Linked DNA regions of Mus musculus: region 1 is linked to region 2. The links are chromatin contacts, called in public Micro-C maps. All regions are on one chromosome and are shown on one strand. The core of a region is the stretch at or near the end of the contact, and the rest is flanking DNA. Distances in the headings are between cores, read along the strand shown.

Region 1 (5,045 bases), core at 2,434-4,933, 68 kb after region 2:
CCCTCTTCCTCCTACTGGATTGCCTAAGTTTGGTGCCTTGGTGCAATGACTTATATCTGGTCTTATTGTATCTTATGTACCATGCTCAGTTGATATCCCTGGGAGGCTGACTTCTCGGGGGAGATGGGAGAAATGGATCTGAGGGACAGTGGTTTAGAGGAAAATAGGAAGAACAGAGGAAGAGGAATCTATGGCCAGTATGTATTCTATAAGAAAAGAATAAATAATTTGCTGGTTCTGCAGAACCACTTAGAGCCTGTGAGGTGTTTTGGAGCAGTTACTAGGCTGTAGTTGGTTCCTGGATAAGGACTGTCAAGCTGGGTAGGTTCAAATAAGAGACAGAAGGTAATATGTTGGTATTAGAAACTGACATGGCAGATCATCTCTGAACCCAGTGACATCACCCAAAGATAGGGACCCATGCATCTGTTACCATGGCAACCACCATACATTGCCAGAATCCACTTGGCTCACCTCCCACCTTTACCTGGGAGCAGCTACATCACAACCCAAATAAAAAGCAGACCCTTTGACCCCTCTCTCTGTTTCCCCTTTGTCTTCGTTGCTACCTTTGCCCTCCTCCCCTACAATAAATGTCATGTGGAACTGTACTGGCCTGGTGTGGTCTGTCCAGACGTGAGCCGTGATTCTAACACAACATAAAGTGGGAGGATCTTAGAAAAAAATCTATATTTTGGGTATGCACTTAAAACTTCCAGGCCTAGCCATGCTTGGTGGCCCATGCCTTTTATCTCAGCACTTGGGAAGCAGAGGCACTCGAGTCTCTGAGTTCAAGGCCAGCCTGGTCTGCAGAGTAAGTTCTAGAACAGCCAGGGCTACACAGTGAACCCTTGTCTCAAACTACCCCCATAAAACAAAATTACCACAACCCCCCTCTTTTATGGTCTTGGTCTTTGGGTGGTGGTGGTAGAAGAAAGGCTTTGCAAGACTAGAGGAAGGAAAGACTCTGCCCACAGGGACAGGCAATAGGTAGGAAAGCTTAAGCTTTTGACTGACAGGAATACTTGTCAAGCAAGGGATCCCTGAACTCATTTGACATGTAACAGATAGATCCACATTATGACTCACTGAAGATTATGTAAATTTTTCAAAGTTTACAGAAAAGATAAAACTTAAGATATACTTGAAGGACCATTGCCTGTTTAAATCTATACTGATGTCCTTCATTCAGAATAAGTAGTTATCAAGTGTCTGTAAGCAGCTGGAAAAGACTGAAGGCATGAGTCACAGCAAATCAAAGTCTGAAAAGTTATCAACATAAACATTCATTTATAAAAAGACAGAAGTTTCATGGAATGAAAGAGAACAAAATGGAAGCAGAACTTGATGACCCAAAAGAGGTGTGGGATAAAAGTTTAAACCGCCTTTTCTCTGTGCAGGAGGAGGACATTACAGCTCCAGGGCATGGTTGAGAAGATGTTTATTGTAGATATTAAGGAGAATTCAGCCAGAGTCATCTTAGGAAGTTCAGAGCAGGGAGAGAAAGTAGGCTGAATAACATGGTCAGCAGATGGAACTGGGTTGTGAGAGAATAGAGAGAGTTCAAGAGAGGAAGAGAATATATAGAGGAGAGAGGGACAAGGAGTGCATCAGAGAGGCAAAGTGAGGCAGAGAGGGAGAGAGGCAGAGACAAAGAGACCCAAGAGAACCATTTCAGCATGGCTAAAATGGCAGGGTTATATAGGATGAGAAGCTGAGGAAAGGTAAGGTCCTAGGCTGAATTTAGTGACCAATGGGAGGGTCTACAGTGATCAGAGAGCAATGCTTTGAGATATAAGATTTGTAAGAGCGGAGGAGAGTGAAAAGTAAAGAAAGCTTAGAGATTTGCTTGTGTGGTGGCAGAACCGTGACAGGACAAGAGAGTGCAGAGGCTCTGCCATCTTGTATTCTTGATGAGGCCAATTTAGGTTTAACTAGAATTTGATTTCCTTGAAGAAAAGGAAGTCCTATAGAAAATTATTTGACTTTACTCTAGGAATCTGAGGTCAAGATACCCCAGCTAGCTTACCTTAGCTTTTGTTAAACTGCCCACTTGTACAAAACCTCTCATTTTAGCTGACTGATTACCCTATCTTCTGTTAAACTTCTTGCTTATTCAAACTCTTCCCCAGCAGCTGCCAGTGAGATACCATGGGATGTGGTTTTTGCTTTTTAAAAACCTGTTACTCTAAATACTCAACACTATATGTGGATCCCAAATTCCTGAGTGTGGTTCAAGTTGTCTAGAATAAAGCCCTTTTCAATGCCTATAGAGTGTGTTTGCTCTTCTCTGGTTATAATCTATGAGAATTTGGAAACCAAGTGTGCCATTGAAGTGGCCATTGAAACTGATTGTCTGAATAGAGGCCAAGCTGTTAGCAGTAAGAAAATGGAGGTGTAATGGAATCCCTGAGACTGAGGGATTGGGGGTTGGGGGGGGGGAGAGAGAAGAGATCAGAGAATGCTAATGAGGGGTCATGAGAAAATTATGAATGGGAAGAGCCCATGTTTAAAGATAGGCAAACCTCCAGGAGTGAGCAAGAGAGGAGGCAGGAAGAGAGTTGTAAGGAACTTCCAGGAAAGGTGGGAGAGACTTAGGAAATGGAGTCATTAGGAATGGAGACACAGAGAAGTAAGAGAAGTGCTGTAGTAACAGAGTCTGAATCCAAGGATGTCTTTAAAGAGAAAGTGATGTCAGAGAGAGGCCCAGGATCAATGGAGGGTTTATTTGGCTTACACTTCTCCATTGCTGTTCATCACAGAAGGAAGTCAGGACAGGCAGAGACTCAAACAGGGCTGGAACCTGAAGGTAGGAGGTGATACAGAGAGAGAGAGCTAGAGGGAGAGAGAGAGAGAGAGAGAGAGAGAGAGAGAGAGAGAGAGAGAGAGAGAGAGAGAGAGAGAGAGAGAGAGAGAGAGAGAGAGAGGTGTTGCCTATTGGCTTGCTTCCCAGGGCTTGCTCAGTATGTTTTTTTTATAGAACCCAGGACTACCAGCCCAGGGATGGCACCACTCACAATGGGCTGGTCCCTCACCCATTGGTCAGTAAGTGAGAAAATACTTCACAGCCGAATCTTATGGAAGCACTTCATCAACTGAGGCTCCTTTCTCTCTGATAGTTCTAGTTTGTGTCAAGTAGACTAACACAAAACCAGCTAGTACACTCAATAAACAGAAGAAAAAAATACAAACTAGTATGGAGAAGTAAAAGAATAAACTGACCAACCTCTAAATTTAACAAACAGAAACCGCCAAAACAAACTGCCTTCAGGCTACTATTATAATTTATGAAACATAAATTAGTTTCATGTTTAGAGTTATGTCCTCTCGAAAGAACATCTTACTAGGTTTACTCAGATCTGCCCTACTCCTAAAAACTTCAAAATCCAAAGTCCCCATGGGCCCAGAATTTCAAAGAGGAAAATAAACACAGTCTGTACTGAGTGTTAGAAGAGATTCCATATTTTTCAGTGTGATGGCTAATATTATGGTTTAACTTTAAATTACTGTGCCTAAGAGATCTATAAAACAAAAATACCTCAAACCTGAAAGCCCCACTTGCCCAAGGAACTATAACTTCTGGAATGCTGTGATCTTGTTCATGTAGCATATCAAACAGTGTGGTTTTGCTTTTGTAAACAAGCTTGGTCACTCTGGAATGCACAAGATGTGTGCTTGATTACAGGAAGCTGTGGTTGTCTCTGACTGCAGGAATTAACATAGTCAGCTGACTTTAGCCTTTATAAGTCCCTGACTCATGTCATTTGGCACAATGTCTCTGGGAATCCTGAGTCTCAGATATAGACCTGGCCAGTATCCATGACCCTGGCCAGTATTTAATAAAGCCTTTTATGTGTTAAAATTTATTAACAGTTACACAGGTGAATCGCTGAACAACCCCAGGTGCATAAAACCAAATATCCAATATAGTAGTCTGTAAGAAAATTAGACAAGCATGTTTATTCAGTGTCTGTTGCAGAATATTTGATCACATTGTGCACACCAAGATTATGAACTGGATTTCATTTTAATGAAAATTATGATATGGCTTGGCCTTTGATCCTAGAGTTTTCTGTTTACTGTAAACAAGGACGTATAGTGTGGCTCAGCCCTAGCACACAGCTTTAATCCAAGAGCTAAATAAAGTCAACCTTAGGACAAGAACAAGCAGGGCAAGAACAAGCAACCAGTTGACAGGAAGTGAACATCAGTAAATAGAAAAGAGGGCCGTTGACTTGGAGGGTATTTAAGACAATGTAGAGAAGGAGAGGAAACTTTTCCTTTGGGGACATCAGTGGAATAGGAGGGTCAGTTGGGTGCTTTCTCTGCCTCTCTGAGCTAGCAGGCTTTTACTACAGCAACTGGCTCTTGAGTGTTCTTTGGTAAATCAAACATTTAGAGTTTTATTTTTTAGAACGAGTGTCACACACATCACTTCCTCACTTTGTAGCAGTATGTATGACCCACATACAGCAGGGACAGAGTGACTGTTGGTGGCTATATACAGCAATGATTTTTGTGCCAAAGAAGCAAAGCTTTCACACTGATTTTACTTTAAAGTAGTAAGTAGCTCCAAAAAGTTCAAATTGTGTGTGTTTTCATGAATATTGATGTACATGAGATATTCCTAAAAAGTGAAATATCAGGCATAAGGATAAATTATTCCTTTTCATTTGTAACATTAGGGGTTGGCCTTTTGAGCCAGTTTAACTCAAACAATACTAATTGTTAGTCTGATTATGTGAAAGCTACATTATTATTGTGGATTTTAAAGATGAGCTTCAAAATCTCATCACACTTGACTTGATAAGTCAAGTCATAAGAAGTAAATAAGTTTTTGAAGTCAGATCTATGACTATGAAAATATGACTTAAGTGGTTTTAAAAATTACATTTTAATTAATATAATAAATTAGATGGCTTAAAAATATTAACTGATGTATTCAGTCTCTCCAAAATATTTCAGTGGATACAGTGATATCTGGAGTAGATTTTGTGAATATTCTTTCTGTAGATTTATTTTTAATTATATGTAAATATAAATGT
Region 2 (5,158 bases), core at 2,581-5,080:
TCATTTTCATTAAACTCTAAAAAGTCTTTAATTTCTTTCTTTATTCCTTCCTTGACCAAGGTATCATTGAGAAGAGTGTTGTTCAGTTTCCATGTGAATGTTGGCTTTCCATTATTTATGTTGTTATTGAAGATCAGTCTTAGGCCATGGTGGTCTGATAGGATACATGGGACAATTTCAATATTTTTGTATCTGTTGAGGCCTGTTTTGTGACCAATTATATGGTCAATTTTGGAGAAGGTCCCGTGAGGTGCTGAGAAGAAGGTATATCCTTTTGTTTTAGGATAAAATGTTCTGTAGATATCTGTTAGGTCCATTTGTTTCATAACTTCTGTTAGTTTCACTGTGTCCCTGTTTAGTTTCTGTTTCCACGATCTGTCCCTTGATGAAAGTGGTGTGTTGAAGTCTCCCACTATTATTGTGTGAGGTGCAATGTGTGCTTTGAGCTTTACTAAAGTTTCTTTAATGAATGTGGCTGCCCTTGTATTTGGAGCATAGATATTCAGAATTGAGAGTTCCTCTTGGAGGATTTTACCTTTGATGAGTATGAAGTGCCCCTGCTTGTCCTTTTTGATAACTTTGGGTTGGAAGTCGATTTTATCTGATATTAGAATGGCTACTCCAGCTTGTTTCTTCAGACCATTTGCTTGGAAAATTGTTTTCCAGCCTTTCACTCTGAGGTAGTGTCTGTCTTTTTCCCTGAGATGGGTTTCCTGTAAGTAGCAGAATGTTGGGTCCTGTTTGTGTAGCCAGTCTGTTAGTCTAAGTCTTTTTATTGGGGAATTGAGTCCATTAATATTAAGAGATATTAAGGAAAAGTAATTGTTGCTTCCTTTTATTTTTGTTGTTAGAGTTGGCATTCTGTTCTTGTGGCTGTCTTCTTTTTGGTTTGTTGAGGGATTACTTTCTTGTTTGTTCTAGGGCGTGATTTCCGTCCTTGTATTGCTTCTTTTCTGTTATTATCCTTTGAAGGGCTGGATTCGTGGAAAGATATTGTGTGAATTTGGTTTTGTCATGGAATTCTTTGGTTTCTCCATCTATGGTAATTGAGAGTTTGGTCGGGTATAGTAGCCTGGGCTGGCATTTGTTTTCTCTTAGTGTCTGTATAACATCTGTCCAGGCTCTTATGGCTTTCATAGTCTCTGGTGAAAAGTCTGGTGTAATTCTGATAGGCCTTCCTTTATATGTTACTTGACCTATCTCCCTTACTGCTTTTAATATTCTATCTTTATTTAGTGCATTTGTTGTTCTGATTATTATGTGTCGGGAGGAATTTCTTTTCTGGTCCAGTCTATTTGGAGTTCTGTAGGCTTCTTGTATGTTCATGGGCATCTCTTTCTTTATGTTTGGGAAGTTTTCTTCAATTATTTTGTTGAAGATATTAGCTGGCCCTTTAAGTTGAAAATCTTTATTCTCATCAATTCCTATTATCTGTAGGTTTGGTCTTCTCATTGTGTCCTGGATTTCCTGGATGTTTTGAGTTAGGATCCTTTTGCATTTTGTATTTTCTTTGACTGTTGTGTCGATGTTCTCTATGGAATCTTCTGCACCTGAGATTCTCTCTTCCATTTCTTGTATTCTGTTGCTGATGCTCGCATCTATGGTTCCAGATCTCTTTCCTAGGGTTTCTATCTCCAGCGTTGCCTCACTTTGGGTTTTCTTTACTGTGTCTACTTCCCTTTTTAGTTCTAGTATGGTTTTGTTCATTTCCATTACTTGTTTGGATGTGTTTTCCTGTTTTTCTTTAAGGAATTCTACCTGTTTGGCTGTGTTTTCCTGCTTTTCTTTAAGGGCCTGTAACTCTTTAGCAGTGGTCTCCTGTAATTCTTTAAGTGACTTATGAAAGTCCTTCTTGATGTCCTCTATCATCATCATGAAAAATGTTTTTAAGTCTGCGTCTAGATTTTCGGTTGTGTTGGGGTGCCCAGGACTAGGTGGGGTGGGAGTGCTGCGTTCTGATGATGGTGAGTGGTCTTGATTTCTGTTAGTAGGATTCTTACGTTTGCCTTTCGCCATCTGGTAATCTCTGAAGCTAGCTGTTATAGTTGTCTCTGTTAAGAGCTTGTACTTCAGGTGACTCTGTTAGCCTCTATAAGCAGACCTGGGAGGGTAGCACTCTCCTTGGTTTCAGTGGGTAGAGTATTCTCTGCAGGAAAGCTCTCTTCTTGCAGGGAAGGTACCCAGATATCTGGTGTTTGAACCGGACTCCTGGCAGAAGTTGTGTTCCACTCACTAGAGGTCTTAGGATCCCGTGGGGAGTCCTGTGTGGGCCCTTGCGGGTGTCAGGCAACTCCGCTGGCTAGGAAGCCCTGGGCTCGAGTGGAGCGGAAGGGGCTTTTGTCCCGGGTCAGGCCTGGGCAGTCTGCTTCCCTATGTACCGCAGTCTCAGGTTCCGCGTGCTTGGATTGGGGCCGGCGCTGTGTTCCACTCACCAGAGGTCTTAGGATCCCGTGGGGAGTCCTGTGTGGGCCCTTGTTGGTGTCAGGGAACTCCTCTGGCCAGGAAGCCCTGGGCTCGAGTCCTTAATTTTTTAATACTTATTTTATGTGTATGAGTGTTTTGCCTGTTTGTGTGTCTGTATGCCTGTGTATATCTGTGCACATGTGTGTAAGTACATGTAAATGCATGTATATGTATGTGTACATATGTATATGTGTGTGCATGTATGTATGTATGTGTGTGTGTATATATATGTGGGCATGTGTGTGTGTGTGTATGTACACCTGGGGCTCCTTGGTCATTAGAAGAAGGAAATGAGGTTCCCTGGAACTGGAGTTGTGGAAGACCGTGAATGTTAGGAATTGAACCTGTTAGAAACAAATGCTCTGAGCCACTGAGATTTTAAGATTTTAGAATCCAGATTATTGGCATCAGGGGAATAAAAGGATTCTGGCTCTTAATCTATTCACTATTGCTGGAGCAGAATGCCCAAAACTGGATAGTTTATAAAGAAAACAGGTTTATTCTAGTCCTGGGTTCTGGAAGCTCTTAACCTCTGAACCATTTCCCCAGACCCTGTCAAACATGAAGTATTTTTCAAAAAAGAAAATGTTTGAAAGGTCTGGAAGCACACACACACCTTGATTCCAGCACTGAGGAGGAGGCCGAAGCTGATAGAAGCTGTCAGTTCAAAGCCCATAAATTTCGAACTTGCCATAGCTATATAGTGATGCTTACACACAAACACACACACACACACACACACACACACACACACACACACACAGAGGGGAGGGGGATGGGGAGGGGGAGAGAGAGGAAGAAAAGAATGTATGCATGCACTGATGCATTTAGGGGTAAAACACTGCATCTGAAATGTGTTTATGATACTTGGGAAGCCAGGAGGGACTTACTGTTAACCACTCCTGGAATTGGTGAAATGCAGTTTATTTTTCTTTACATACATACTTGGGAAGTTTTCACAATAAAAATATTCTATAGTGGTACATACCTTTAATTCCAGCATTCAGGAGGCAGAGGCAGGTTCAAGACCAGCCTGGTCTACAAAGAGAGTTACAAGGCAGCCAGGGTTATCACCCAGAGAAACCCTGTGTGACTGGGGAGGCAGGGAGGAGTATGGGACTGGGGATGTTGTTTTGCATGAATAAAATAATCTAGGCAGTTATACTAAGTGAATCGAGATCTGAGAAATAATTTGGTCTCATTTGAGACTTGCCAGGTTTGATAAAGCGGATTCTAAAATGTAATGAAAGCCAAAGAGTAAAGTTAAGGGGACAGAACTCTTGGGAAGTGACTCAGCAGTACAGCCAGACTGCCATCCCCATAAACAAATGGAGAGGATTCTGGAAACCACATCCAACAAACAAGCATTGGCACAGGATACTTAGAGCAATGACTCAGGACTTCCTGAGGCTGTCTGCAGAGCTACTTCTCTGTCCCATGGATGTGATGCCCCAAACCAAAGATTTCAGTGTGTCTCTGGCGCGGACACTCTCCATAGTGTCAGGATGGTTTTCCCTTTAGGATCTCAGCAGCATTGGCTCTTGCAGAAGTTTCTGGGAGGGTGGAGATCTAGAGGCACAGGCAAGCCCCACCCTGTGGCCTCAGACAATTTGTCTCTCCAAGGACTGGTGCTGCTAGGGACCTCCTTAGTGTCATGGAGCCCCCACAGCTGCTTTTCTACATGTATGGCCAGAAGGGGAGCGCCCTCGGGTAGGGCAGAAAGACTCCTGCCCCAGTCCCGGGGTCCCAATCCTGGGCCCTATTCCAACCTGCACCCTGCTTTCTCTGAAACCTTAGCATGTGGTCTCACTATGGGTCCTCAGCATAGGAATCTGCATTATAAACCTTGGCAAGTCTCAAAGGAGATCAAATTATTTTTCAGACCTTTTGCATCATGACCAGGGCCTTTTCCTTCCCTCCCTTAAAGCGCCCACTGATAACATCTTCCAGCACAATTGGGTAAGCAGCCTCAATTCTCAGCTTGTCTGGGTGTCAGGAGCCATAATGGGACAAGCTAATAACTAGCAGGTGATCATCCTGAAATGGCCTGCTTCAGATTATTATATAATCTGCGACAGGTACACCCTTATTAAACAAGGCTGTAAGGGATTCACTTTAGAAAAGATTCCTGCTATTAATATGCTTTTCCTGTTATTATTAAACACATATAATAATCACTAAGTAATAGCACACCCCTTTGGTGTGGATCTCTGCAGGTCCATGAAGATATACTGTCTTATAGTGATGCTATATAGATAAATAAATGACTTAAGTCTCTATAGTGATCATATAAGAATTCCTAAAATTATATCAACTCATTATGGAACTGCTATTAGATCCTTTTCTGATAGTCATGACTTCGATGAGAACTCAAGTGTCACCAGTTAATTGCTCTTAGATAATAATCAGACTTTCTCCTGCTCAGAGCACATTCTAAGAGGTATAAAACAACGAACCAAAGGTCATAAAAAGGGAACTAAGGATTTATTATAGGTGCTAGGACAGAATATAAAATATTGTCTGGGTTTATGTATACAAAACTTCACTTATATATGGTTTTTTTTTTTTTGGGCTAGGACACTTCATCAAGAGAAATCTTTTTTTTTAATTAGGTATTTAGCTCATTTACATTTCCAATGCTATACCAAAAGTCCCCCATACCCACCCACCCCTACTCCCCTACCCACCCACTCCC

The links. A called contact is a pair of places that touch in the nucleus more often than the background predicts.
Region 1: a Micro-C map of granulosa cells shows a contact between it and region 2, with 3 times the contacts expected there. The contact joins two enhancer-like sites. A contact is called at or near these places in 8 of 484 Hi-C or Micro-C datasets (cardiomyocytes, cranial neural crest, granulosa cells and 3 more) and 2 of 115 datasets of contacts at active chromatin or transcription factors (oligodendrocyte precursor cells and pancreatic cancer cells).

What each region holds. Positions count from the first base shown.
Region 1 is chr11:31,221,863-31,226,907 of GRCm38.p6, forward strand. No RefSeq gene overlaps it. Among named protein-coding and RNA genes, the nearest start is that of Gm40822, 55 kb to the left of the region's middle. Within about 2 kb of position 3,684, at least 31 of the 459 cell types and tissues checked have an H3K27ac peak or open chromatin away from gene starts, as enhancers often do. A contact at or near this core is called in granulosa cells and pancreatic cancer cells, where this site is marked.
Region 2 is chr11:31,153,366-31,158,523 of GRCm38.p6, forward strand. No RefSeq gene overlaps it. Among named protein-coding and RNA genes, the nearest start is that of Gm40822, 14 kb to the right of the region's middle. Within about 2 kb of position 3,831, at least 26 of the 459 cell types and tissues checked have an H3K27ac peak or open chromatin away from gene starts, as enhancers often do. A contact at or near this core is called in granulosa cells and pancreatic cancer cells, where this site is marked.